Linked DNA regions of Mus musculus: region 2 is linked to region 1. Evidence: chromatin contacts called from public Hi-C data. All regions are on one chromosome and are shown on one strand. Each heading gives the region's core, a stretch centred on a gene start, on an enhancer-like site or on the middle of the called end of the contact. The rest is flanking DNA. Distances are from core to core; before and after follow the strand shown. Region 1 overlaps Myh9 (myosin, heavy polypeptide 9, non-muscle). Region 2 has its middle 40 kb from the start of Txn2.

Region 1 (5,774 bases), core at 1,334-3,833:
AGAGACTCAGCCTGTGGTCAGGCCCCTGCTGAGGCCGAGTGCCACGACAGAGAGTGGCGGAGCAGAGCGGCTCACTTCTTTGTGCTAAGGAAGCAGAGGGAAAGAAGGGGCCAGGACTCCAATATTCCCTGCAATGATGTGTGCCAGTGGCCTCTGCTCTACAGCTCTCAGCAGCTAACAGTGCCAGCCACTGGCAAACAAGCCTTTCGTGCCAGCCTCGGGGGACATTTCTTATCTGGACTACAAGGAGGCCGCAGGGAACTTAGCCTTTGCACGTGTTCTTTGCAGCTCATGGCAGAGAAGCTGCAGCTTCAGGAGCAGCTGCAGGCGGAGACAGAGCTGTGTGCCGAGGCTGAGGAGCTCCGGGCCCGTCTGACAGCGAAGAAGCAGGAGCTGGAGGAGATCTGCCATGACCTGGAGGCCAGGGTGGAGGAGGAGGAGGAGCGCTGCCAGTACCTGCAGGCCGAGAAGAAGAAGATGCAGCAGAACATCCAGGTACCCCTGCTCCTGCCGGGCAGGGCGGGCACAGTGTGGGCAGCCAGGGGCACAAGATAGGCACACAGGTTCAGTTACCACATCAGCCTTCTTTGTCCACCTGTTTGCGACAATCACTCAGTGTCCACGGCTCACATCTCCGTGAGCGCTACCCATTGAACGTTGAGGCCACTGAGTTTCTCTCTCTGGTCCTTCCTCCATCAGCCTTGGCACAGGCCTCTTTGTGGCACCCTGGGAACACTGTTGAGACTATGTCAGTCATGTGCCCCAGTTCACATGCTGGTTTCCTGAAGAGGGATCAGACGTGTGTGTGTGTGTGTGTGTGTGTGTGTGTGTGTGTGTGTGTCCTCCGTCCTTCTCACGTCTCCTCTCCCTTTAGGAACTTGAGGAGCAGTTGGAGGAGGAGGAGAGCGCCCGGCAGAAGCTGCAGCTTGAGAAGGTGACCACCGAGGCCAAGCTGAAGAAACTGGAGGAGGACCAGATCATCATGGAGGACCAGAACTGCAAACTGGCCAAGGTGGGGCCTGCTGTGCATGCAGTCATGGAGAGGGTGGGCAGAGCAGGGCCAAGACCTGCCTACCTGCCCGATCCCCCGCGGTGCCGTGGCTCTGTCCAGCAGCACAGTCCTCCCGGGCACACAGGCCCCTGGGCACCAGCACCATGTGCAGAGGACTTTTCTCATGAATGAGGAGGTTGCGGCAGGGGCTTGCCGTTTTTCCTTGGCAAAGGTCTTTACCAGCTTTTAGGATTGAGGAAACTCCAGATGGCAGCCTCTTAGTAGGGCCAGGGGTGGGGCTGCTTGTCCTTTCCCTAAACTAGTTGACACCTAGAAGTCTTTCCTACTTGACCCCAGGAAGTCTTGGATACCCACATTTGTTGTGTCTATGAACTTGGCCAACTCTTTAAGGCCCTGCCTTACCCTTGATCCATACATTTCTGGTTGAGTCTTCCTTTGGAAGAGCTAAAGTATGTACCTAGCCAGCACTGAACTCTGACATTCTTCCTCCACCTCCAGGAGAAGAAACTGCTGGAAGACAGAGTAGCTGAATTCACTACCAACCTCATGGAAGAGGAGGAGAAGTCCAAGAGCCTGGCCAAGCTCAAGAACAAGCACGAGGCAATGATCACCGACCTGGAAGGTGAGACGCTCTGGCCGTGAGCATCCTGTCCACGCAGAGCACTGAGCCCTGTGCACTCATAGGCGAGCCAGGCTCAGCCTAGGGCTAGGCCATTGCCTTAAGGCAAGGCTGTCAGGCTTCAGGGGCGCTATCTGGTTCTCCGGGAGTCAGGGCTGCAGGCTCACTGCTGCATGGCCGGACGGTTGCCTGTGTGAGGGGTGATAAGCATGAAGCTTTGATATGGCATGTGTTGGGCACAGCCATTTTAGAAGCTGTAGGACTTTTGACAGCAGTGAAGGGAAGAAGGAAGGAACCACAAACTCCAGGTGCTGTGTTGCCATGGGGACGCGCAGGCCTTGGTAGCTTCTGGGGTTCTGTTTCATCTCAGAATTGGAAGTGGGCGTGTGCATGGTGTCCCTTTAAACAGTCCATGTGTCCTACAAGTACATAGTGTTTGGTTTCATACAAGTAATTAAGGCTCCCTCCGTGTCCCTTCCTGCCCTTCCTGGCAGAGCGCCTCCGTAGGGAGGAGAAGCAGAGGCAGGAGTTGGAGAAGACCCGTCGCAAGCTGGAGGGAGACTCCACAGACCTCAGTGACCAGATTGCTGAGCTCCAGGCGCAGATAGCAGAGCTCAAGATGCAGCTGGCCAAGAAGGAGGAGGAGTTGCAGGCTGCCTTGGCCAGGTGAGGCTCTGCTCCTAGCCAGTGTCGCACGTGCAGTGGCTTCCCTCTCGTCTCATTTTTGGTGCTGAGCCATGAGCGTGCTCTCTTCTTCTGTGTCAGAGCCAAGAGCAAGACACTTCTGATCCACAGACAGTGTGTTCCAGAGTGTTTAATCTTCACAAAAGCCATCTACAGCCCATTCTCTGTAGTCCTCCCTCTCCTCATTTCCTGTAGTCCTTCCTTCCCTCCCCATTCTCTGTAGTCCTCCCTCCCCATTCTCTGTAGTCCTCCCTCCCTTCCCCTTTCACCCATTTCCTTTCCCACTTCCCCTCTATGGTCTCCTGTCCCCTGCTCCTTCCCTATTTTGTGGCTATAGGCATATATTAAAAGTCATTTTTTTCTCTTTAATTTTTTTTTTTTACGTTTACCTGTTGGGGGTGGGGGGTTGCCTAAGGATTATGTGCTGTGCTGCACATGTGGAGGTCAGAGGGCATTTTGCCTGAGTCCTCTTCTGCTATTTGTGGGTCCCAGAGATTGAGCTTAGCCCTCAGGCTTGGTTGCAAATCTGCTGAGCCATTTCAGTTCCCTGTGTACATTTCTTTTTAAATAGCAACTTTAGATTTACAGCAGAATTGAAAAGAAAGTCGAGATTTCTCATCCGTGCCCTGCCCCCACATGTACAGCCCCTCTCTTCCTCCACTTGCCACTACCATGATAGAGCGGTTTCTGCTGAGTTTAACAGATCTTAGTGATGTAAACTCATAGCACATCCACATTTTAACTTAGTTATAGTGATCATGACCTACATGTACTGTTTTATTTCTTTGTATCTTTTTGGTAAACATTTGAATTTTTATATATTTAAAAATATATTCTTAATTAAGAAAATGGAATAATTCTGTTGTTCAGTTCTCAATTGGTATTTCCCTTTAATATATATTTTTAAATTTGTATGTGTGTGGGTTTCCCCTTGGGAACTAGAAGAAGGTACCAGAGCCTCTGGAACTGGAGTTATAGACACTTGTGAGCTGCCATGTGGTTGCTGGGAATTGAACTCAGGTCCTCTGGAAGAGCAGCCAGTGCTCCACGTGGCATTGCTCTTAACCATCCTGGATGGCTTAGCTTTGCTAAGGTTGATCCTCAGGCCCCGGCTGTGACTGCCAGGTGGTGCTTTGCTGCACCTTCCCAAGGCTCATCTGCACATTCGTTCCTGTGGCCTGGTGGCCTCGTGCTGATGTCACTCATCTCTTTGGCAGAGTGGAAGAAGAAGCTGCTCAGAAGAATATGGCCCTGAAGAAGATCCGAGAACTGGAAACTCAGATCTCTGAGCTCCAGGAGGACCTGGAGTCGGAGCGAGCCTCCAGGAATAAAGCCGAGAAGCAGAAACGGGATCTGGGAGAGGAGCTGGAGGCGCTGAAGACAGAGCTGGAGGACACGCTGGACTCCACGGCTGCCCAGCAGGAGCTGAGGTGCGCCGCGGGCGGGTGGGCGGCGGGGAGGTGGTGCAGCTGGGGAGGCCTGAGTGCGTAAAGCAGGGAGCAGGCGTGCTGATGGTTCCTCAGCAGCCTCTTCACTGCGTGGAGTCCTGCTGCAGAACCTGGTGAGACAGAAGGGAGTTTAGGGCTGAAAAGGCACACGTCTGCAGCGGGCATGCTGGGTTGGACCTGAGGGTGGATAGAGGACCAAGGAGGGAATCTGCGAGTCTGGGTGTGGGGACACACACCTGTAAGCCAGCACTTGGGAGACAGAGGCGGAGGTGGAAGGGTCAGGCGTTCAGGGTCATTCTTGGCTACAGAGTGAGATTAAGGCCAGCATGGTCTACATAAGAACTTGTCTTAAAATATGAGGAGAGAGAGAGAGACAGAGCGAGGGGAGAGGGGGAAGGACAGAGATGGGGCTTGGGGAAGAGAAGCTATGTGAGTGAGTGGCTCTGTCCCTTTCAGGCCTCTGCAGCCAGAGTTGGGACAAGGGACACCATCCCCCTAGGAATGTTGCCTCCAGTCTCATGGTGTTTTCTGTCCAGGTCGAAGCGTGAGCAGGAGGTGAGCATCCTGAAGAAGACTCTGGAGGACGAGGCCAAGACCCATGAGGCCCAGATCCAGGAGATGAGGCAGAAGCACTCACAGGCTGTGGAGGAGCTGGCAGATCAGTTGGAGCAGACGAAGCGGGTACGGGAACGCTGGGGGAGGTGGGCCCAGATGGGCCTGGTTTCATCAGAACCAGAGGAGAGCAGAGCAGGTGCAATGTCAGGCTGGGCCCCCCGCTTTGTCAGAATGACATGGGCTCACAATTTCTGCTATGCCTCCGTTTTCTCTGCCAGTGAAGGATGCTGGTGGCTGGTTTGTCTTGTGATTATCTGAGGTTGAATTGATCATACCGTAAAACATCTGAAGAGTTAATGCTCCATTAACCTGACCAGGAAGCTCAAGGAACCTATGCCCCCCGCCGCGGTCTCTTCTGACTAAGAGGTCCTTTCTTACACACTCCTAGCAAAAACATTCAGCTGGCGTCTTACTGGGAAACCGTGATGTTGTCCATCCACGCAGTTGGTAGCTGGCAGCTCCTTCTAGACAAATTCTGTCTCTCTCTGGCTTCCAGCTCATGTCCCTATTGGCGGTTAGACAGTTTCCTCCATGTGGCAGTCTAGAACATTTAGAAGCACACCTCGCCCCACCTCCACCAGCGCTGTACGATCTGTTTTTTAGTGGTTTTTTACCCAGCATGCCTTTGTACTGGCTTAGGTCCCTGTGACCTGTGACCCTTGAGCTTGTTAAGCGCACTCAGTACTGTGTGGACTGGAGTGTTAGTAAGCTACACTTTCCTGGTTTTGTTTTGTTCTTTTGTTTGCTTTGTGAGAGAGGGTTTCACTATGTAACCTTGGATGTCCTGGAACCTACTACATAGACCAGGTTGGCCTTGAGCTCACAGAGATCCACCTGCCTCTGCCTCCTGAGTGCTAGGATTGAAGGTGCTTACCACCTCACCTGACACCTTCTTAGTTTTTGGAAGGATGTCATGTCATTGCTTTGAACATCACATTTCAAGTCTTGGAAGTGGTTTTCCTTGAATTGTGAATGTTGCTAAAATCCCCACAGATGAAATTTCATATACTAGAGCATCCCCTCTCAGAAAGGGAAAGCTTGCGGGATTCTGTCACCTACTCTATGACCTGAGAATAAGCGCCACCTAGGCTTTGCTCAGGCTCTGGGTCAGAGGCAGCAGTCTTTGGACCTAGAGTCCTTGCCTCTTCAGCGGCTTTAGAAAGTCCAGGCACATACCCGACACCAGATACTCACCGCACCCTTGCCTCCTCCTCCAGGTAAAAGCTACCCTTGAGAAGGCGAAGCAGACCCTGGAGAATGAGCGGGGAGAGCTGGCCAATGAGGTGAAGGCCCTGCTGCAAGGCAAGGGCGACTCAGAGCACAAGCGCAAGAAGGTGGAGGCGCAGCTGCAAGAACTGCAGGTCAAGTTCAGCGAGGGAGAGCGCGTGCGAACCGA
Region 2 (5,774 bases), core at 1,828-4,327, 120 kb before region 1:
TCCCTTCCCACATCTCCTCCACCTCACTGCGCTCAGTCAAGAGAGCCCATGCAGACATGACAGTCTTTCTAGAAGAAAGAGCAGGCTAACGATCATAGCCGGTCAACTCCGTGAAGCCTTGGCAGGAAGGACCTGAGAATCCTAGGGAATCTTTTCAGTGTCTGAGCCTGAGGGTCCTTTAAGAGACACCAGGCAGTGAGCACACTAGCCTCGGGGGTCCCTGAGAGGCACCTTCAGAGACCACAGACAAAGCACTTCAAGGTTCCAAGCTGAGAGAACAGATCCTGGCAACATAGCTACTGAGTATCTGCCACATGCCAGTCACAGCAGCTCTGGAGAGTTCGACATAGTCTCTCAGTCACCTTCCAAATTCTGAGGATTCTGAACAGAGAATAGGTAGACAGGATTCCCTGAGGCTACCAGCAGGCCAGCAGCGTGTCTTGAACCTTGCTGGCCTTGAATGCTGGCTTCAAAATCACAGTCCTCTTCCCTTGTCCCTTAAGGGCTGGGATTGAGGGATGTGCTACCACAAGAAGTGAACCAGAGTCGGACCAGGCACAGCACTTGGAGTCCCGGCTGGCCTCCGATTTGCTATATCACCAAAGATGATTTTGAGTTCTTGATCCTCCTGCCTCCACCTCCCAAGTGTGTGTCGACATACAGTGCTGTGAATCAAACCCAGTTTCATGAGCTCCAGACAAGCACGCTATCTATCCTCTAAGCTAGAAAGCCCAAGTCCCTGGAGGCTGAGCTTCATGGGAGATTTGGGTGGTCATGAGTATGGATACCAGAGAGAAGCTTGGGAGTCCCTGGGCTCTTCTTGCCAATTTTTGTCTTCCTTTGGCACCCTTTGTCTGGCTGTGGTGATTGGAGGTTATTGTGTGTGTGTACACACACACACACACACACACACACACACACTCTCATGTTCTTTTCATGGTGAGGTCTGAGCTCAGTGTCCCAGGCTCCGTGAGACTCCATCCCTCCTAGTTTTTTTTTTTTTTTTTTGTTTGTTTGTTTTTTTTTCAGAGATCCTCTTACTCAGAGATATCTCCAGGGCCTGCAGTGTTTGAGCCACAAAGCAGCTGGGTAGGAGGTTGTGAGGCCTAGAGTAGAGAGAGAAGCTGACCAAGGCTACACAGGTAAGAAGCTGGCACATAGGCAACAACCCAGTCAGAATTTGTGCTCTCTCAACACGAACCAGGATCCACCTCCCATCCCACTGCCACCTGGATACAGGTCCCAGAGCCAGCTGCTGCAGAGGCAGCCCCACCCAGGCGTTCCCAGGGCTCAGCTCAAGCCGGGGATCACTCCTTCCTCACTGAGCTGTGTAGCTTGGGGCAGGGCCGTGCATGCAGCTGGCAATCTTTTAGAGTGTAATAGCTAATTCACACTCAAATACAAATGACTGATAGTGACTGAGAGTGAGGGTTACCTATTCCTTTTAAGACATGTTCCTGGGAAACAGGAAGGAAGAGAGCTGGTGGTAGGATTTCAGCATCTTGTCAGGGCTGTCCAGGGCAAATGTGAATGTCTGGGGGTGGGGCAGCTGTGGACTTCTCAAGTGTTTGGCCAAATGAGATCATAGAGATGGCAAGACCTGGCTTCTGGAAGCCCTGTGTGGCTTCAGCTCAGAGTTATCAGCCTTATAGGAGGCAGTAAGGGCTATGCAGAGCCCAGAGCTGGGAGTTCAGGGTTTGGGGTCTATCTAGCTCTGCCTTTGCATTTGAAGGGCTGCACCTGACCCTGAGTCTTACATAATTCTCTGTTCCTCTCTGGGTCTGAAGCCTTACCTAGAAGGGTAAGAAGCTGCAGTGGGCATATTGCTGCATGCCTTTAATTCTAGTGCTTGGGAGGCAAAGAGTGAGTTCAAGGCCAGTCTGGTCTACATACCAAGTTCCAGGACAACCTAGATTGTGTGGAGAGATCTAATCTCAAAAAAAAAAAAAAGAAAAGAAAAGAAAGGAAAAGAAAAAAAGGAGAGAAAGAAAGAAGGAAAGAAAGAAAGGAAGGAAGGAAGGAAGGAAGGAAGATAGAAAAAAAGAAAAAGAAAAAGAAAGAAAAGGAAAAAAGATGTGGGAGCTAGGGAAATGGCTCAGTGTCAGCTCTCCCAGAGGTCCTGGGTTTGATTCCTAGAAACCACACTGTGGCCCACACCATCTGTAATATCATCTGATCGGATACCCTCTTCGGTATGCAGGTGTACACGTAGATAGATCACTCATGCACATAAAGTAAAATTTTAAAAAAGATGTGAAGCTTTGTGCTAGCTGGTGCCCTGGTGTCCTGCAGCCCTGCTTGTCTCTCAGACCCAACCCTGAGGTACATCCATTGCAGTTCTGCCGGGATACAGGGCTCTATTTCACCACGTGATCATAAGTGCTCTGCCCCAGTTTCACTTATAGCCGAGAGCTCCAGACTCCACTGTATAGCCAGAGCCCGGGAACCCTACTTTGCTCAGGAGTGCTTTTTCCTCAGGGGAGGCAGACCCTGTTAATTCAAGTCCCAGCCATCACAGAGCCGGCTAGATACTTCAAGAAGACCTCAGTGTGTAGCCGGGCGTGGTGGCACGCGCCTTTAATCCCAGCACTCGGGAGGCAGAGGCAGGTGGATTTCTGAGTTCGAGGCCAGCCTGGTCTACAGAGTGAGTTCTAGGACAGCCAGGGCTACACAGAGAAACCCTGTCTTGAAAAAAGACCTCAGTGTGAACTAGTTAGAGTATCCTTCCGATCAGCCCTTTCTCTCCAGGACCAGGACCACACTACATGTGCCTTCCAGCCTCCTTCCTCCCGCCTCCTTTGTTCATGGTGATCCCTCTACCTGGAGCTCTGTTCTGGGCTCGGCCTATGTGCCGCCCTCTCCAGGAAGCCTTCCCACATCCTCCTCCCAGCTGACAGGGGTGCGGCGAGGGGGTGCACAGCTCCCTGTCTCCTTGGTATAGTGAGCTTCCCTTTCAGACAATGAGGCTGCTGTTGTCATTGCTCCCAGCCCAGAGCCTGGCACACCCAATACGTGGGGATGGGATTCTTTTGACTGTAGTCTGTGGCCAGCAGGAAAGGGGAGATCTGCACATGGCAGACAGCTGGAGGCTAGGGTGGCTGTGACTCACCGCACCCCTGCAGATCATGGGGTGGCTACAGACTGGCTGAGTCAGGAGTCGAGTTGGCCTCCAGGAATTCTGAAAAGGATAAGACAAAACAAAACAAAACAAAACAACCCGCAGGGGTATTTGTAGAATGCAGAGGTTGGGGGAGGGGAGTCGGGTCAGGATAAAGCTGCTTGGCTATTTTATCTATCTATCTATCTATCTATCTATCTATCTATCTATCTATCTATCTATCTATCTATCTATCTATCTATCGCCTGGATGAAGTAAATATTTGCATTCCCATGGTTCAAAATTCAGGAGGTTTGAATGGGAGGTCAAGAGTAGAGCATCCTGCCGGGCGTGGTGGTGCACGCCTTTAACAAAAAACAAACAAAAACCAACCAACCAAACAAAGAGTAGAGCATCCTTCATCCCCTCTGTACCTCAGCCTCAGTCCCTCTTCAGACATAGTCTCTCTCTCTCCTTTCTGACACCAGTGAGCTTGTCATTTACACCATTCCATCATCCTTCATTGTATCCCCAACCCCCCCCAACCCCTCCCCTCCCATATCTTTGAGGGGCTGGAGAGGCTGCTCAGTGGTTAAGAGTCCTGCCTGCTCTCACAGAGGGCCCAGGTTCTGTTTCCAGCACACACACACACACACACACACACACACACACCCGCCATGGTGGCTCACACCACTTGTAACTCACTTGTTTCAGGCCTTCTGATCTCTGAGGACACTAGGCACACATACACACAACACAGACACACACATAGGCACTCACAAATACACATAAAAACAAATATGTATTTGAGAACACTGGTGTTGGGTTTCCTTGGCCTCCAAGGTTATATATGAAACTCACTCCCCAGTGTGTGACCATTGGGACTGATGCCCTATACAAGAGTCTGAGGGGGCAGGCGAGCCCCTGACCCCTTCTGCTGTGTGTGGAGGAACCCTGTGTGCAGAGGAGGCCTTATCAGAGAGTCTGAGGGGGCAGGCAAGCCCCTGACCCCTTCTGCTGTGTGTGGAGGAACCCTGTGTGCAGAGAAGGCCTTATCAGATGCAGAACCTCCTGCAGCCACATCTTACCACCTCCAGGATGGTAACCAGCTTTGGTTTATAAATGACTCAGTCTCAAAGATAGCACTGTGGCAGCCTAAACAGATGGCCAGAGAGTGTGGAACTTACAGAAAGAATGAGTTCTCATTGTGTTCAGGGTTGCCAGATAGAATACAGGGTGGGGACAGGGGCTTCAGCTCAGGGGCAGAGGGCTTGCTTGTCTAACATTGCCAAGGGCCTGGGTTACTTCCTCAGCACCAAGAAATGAATGGATGAGAGAATGAATGAATAAATAAATAAATAAATGTGGATACAGGATGCCCAGTTGCATTTGAATTAAATAAATGTCTGACAAGTAATTTTTTTTTGTATTAATTTCTGTCATGTATGAGTCAGGATAGACTTAACCCCAAGCTGAACCTCAAGTTTAACAGCATCCTGTGGTTTAATTAATCAAATGTTCCTTCCCCCTTTGTGATAGTAAGCCCCTTGCCCCTTCTCCTTTTGGCAGGGAGATGGTGACTTCAGGAAATGAGTGCCTCCATGTGGGAGGGGGACATTCCAAGCCACCTCCTCCTTTTCCTCCTCTTCCTCCTCCTCCTCTTCCTCCTCCTCCTCCTCCTTTCTCCTCCTCCTCCTCCTCCTCCTCCTCCTCCTCCTCCTCCTCCTCCTCCTTTCCCCTCCTCCTAACCCAAAGCTGAACCTCGAGTTTAACAGCTGTTTGGTTGGCTCCTCCTCCTCTGCCTCCTCCTCTTCTCTTGTTTCTTTGAGACAGGGTTCCCCTATGTAGCCCCAGCTGTCCTGGAGCACACCCTGTAGGCCAGATTTGCCCCCAAACTCAGAGATCTGCTTGCCTCTGCCCACCAAATGCTGGGATTAAAGGCCTGTGACACAATGCCCACCATTTTATTTCTTTTTGCATTTTTATATTGCTGATACACGTGTGTATGCGCGTGTGCGAGCATGTATGTGTATGTGTGTGTGTGTGTGTGTGTGTGTGTGTGTGTGTGTGAATGTGCATGCGTGCGTGTGCTCCATGTGTATGTATTCATGCACCTATGGAGTTTCCTGGCCAGGGCTCCTCAGGATGAGGCTGATTTTCAGGACCCTGGGCTAATGATTGGGCATAGTAAATAACAGCAGCCTCGCAGTTTTCCTGGGATGATCTGGCCAGTCTCATTCCCCTGAATTGGACTCTGAGACTTGGCCATAGGCCATTATCATCATTTGCCAGCCAGTTTCCTAGGGAAGTGGTAATGTTGGAATTTTAACCTACACATGCTTAGCTCAGAGCCTTCGAGCTTTTCACCACCCCTGTGGCTCACTGGATGAAGGTGGAGGAAATCCTCACTAGTTCTTCTTTTTTTTTTTTTTTTAAAGGTTTTTTTTGTTTTGTTTTTTTTAAGATTTATTTATTTATTATATGAGTACACTGTAGCTGTCTTCAGACACACCAGAAGAGGGCATCAGATCTCATTATGGATGGTTGTGAGTCACCATGTGGTTGCTGGGATTTGAACTCAGGACCTTTGGAAGAGCAGTCAGTGCTCTTATCCGCTGAGCCATATCTCCAGCCCCCACTAGTTCTTCTTTAACCTTGGTGCCCACAGTGACTCCCC

The links. A called contact is a pair of places that touch in the nucleus more often than the background predicts.
Region 2: a Hi-C map of bone marrow-derived macrophages shows a contact between it and region 1, with 5 times the contacts expected there. The contact joins two enhancer-like sites. A contact is called at or near these places in 4 of 15 datasets of contacts at CTCF or cohesin (CD8 T cells, the NIH/3T3 cell line, large pre-B cells and 1 more), 53 of 484 Hi-C or Micro-C datasets (B cells, the BV-2 cell line, CD4 T cells and 33 more), 18 of 115 datasets of contacts at active chromatin or transcription factors (CD8 T cells, the HPC-7 cell line, Th17 cells and 13 more) and 4 of 9 other capture datasets (adipose tissue, embryonic stem cells, liver and 1 more).

The regions. Positions count from the first base shown.
Region 1 is chr15:77,769,795-77,775,568 of GRCm38.p6, reverse strand. It overlaps Myh9 (myosin, heavy polypeptide 9, non-muscle), which reads left to right. Exons shown (of 41, transcript NM_022410.3): 22 at 289-495; 23 at 875-1,012; 24 at 1,511-1,634; 25 at 2,126-2,297; 26 at 3,533-3,745; 27 at 4,300-4,444; 28 at 5,596-5,774. Among named protein-coding and RNA genes, the nearest start is that of Apol8, 17 kb to the right of the region's middle. Within about 2 kb of position 2,583, at least 13 of the 459 cell types and tissues checked have an H3K27ac peak or open chromatin away from gene starts, as enhancers often do. A contact at or near this core is called in bone marrow-derived macrophages, where this site is marked.
Region 2 is chr15:77,885,729-77,891,502 of GRCm38.p6, reverse strand. No RefSeq gene overlaps it. Among named protein-coding and RNA genes, the nearest start is that of Txn2, 40 kb to the left of the region's middle. Within about 2 kb of position 3,077, at least 104 of the 459 cell types and tissues checked have an H3K27ac peak or open chromatin away from gene starts, as enhancers often do. A contact at or near this core is called in bone marrow-derived macrophages, where this site is marked.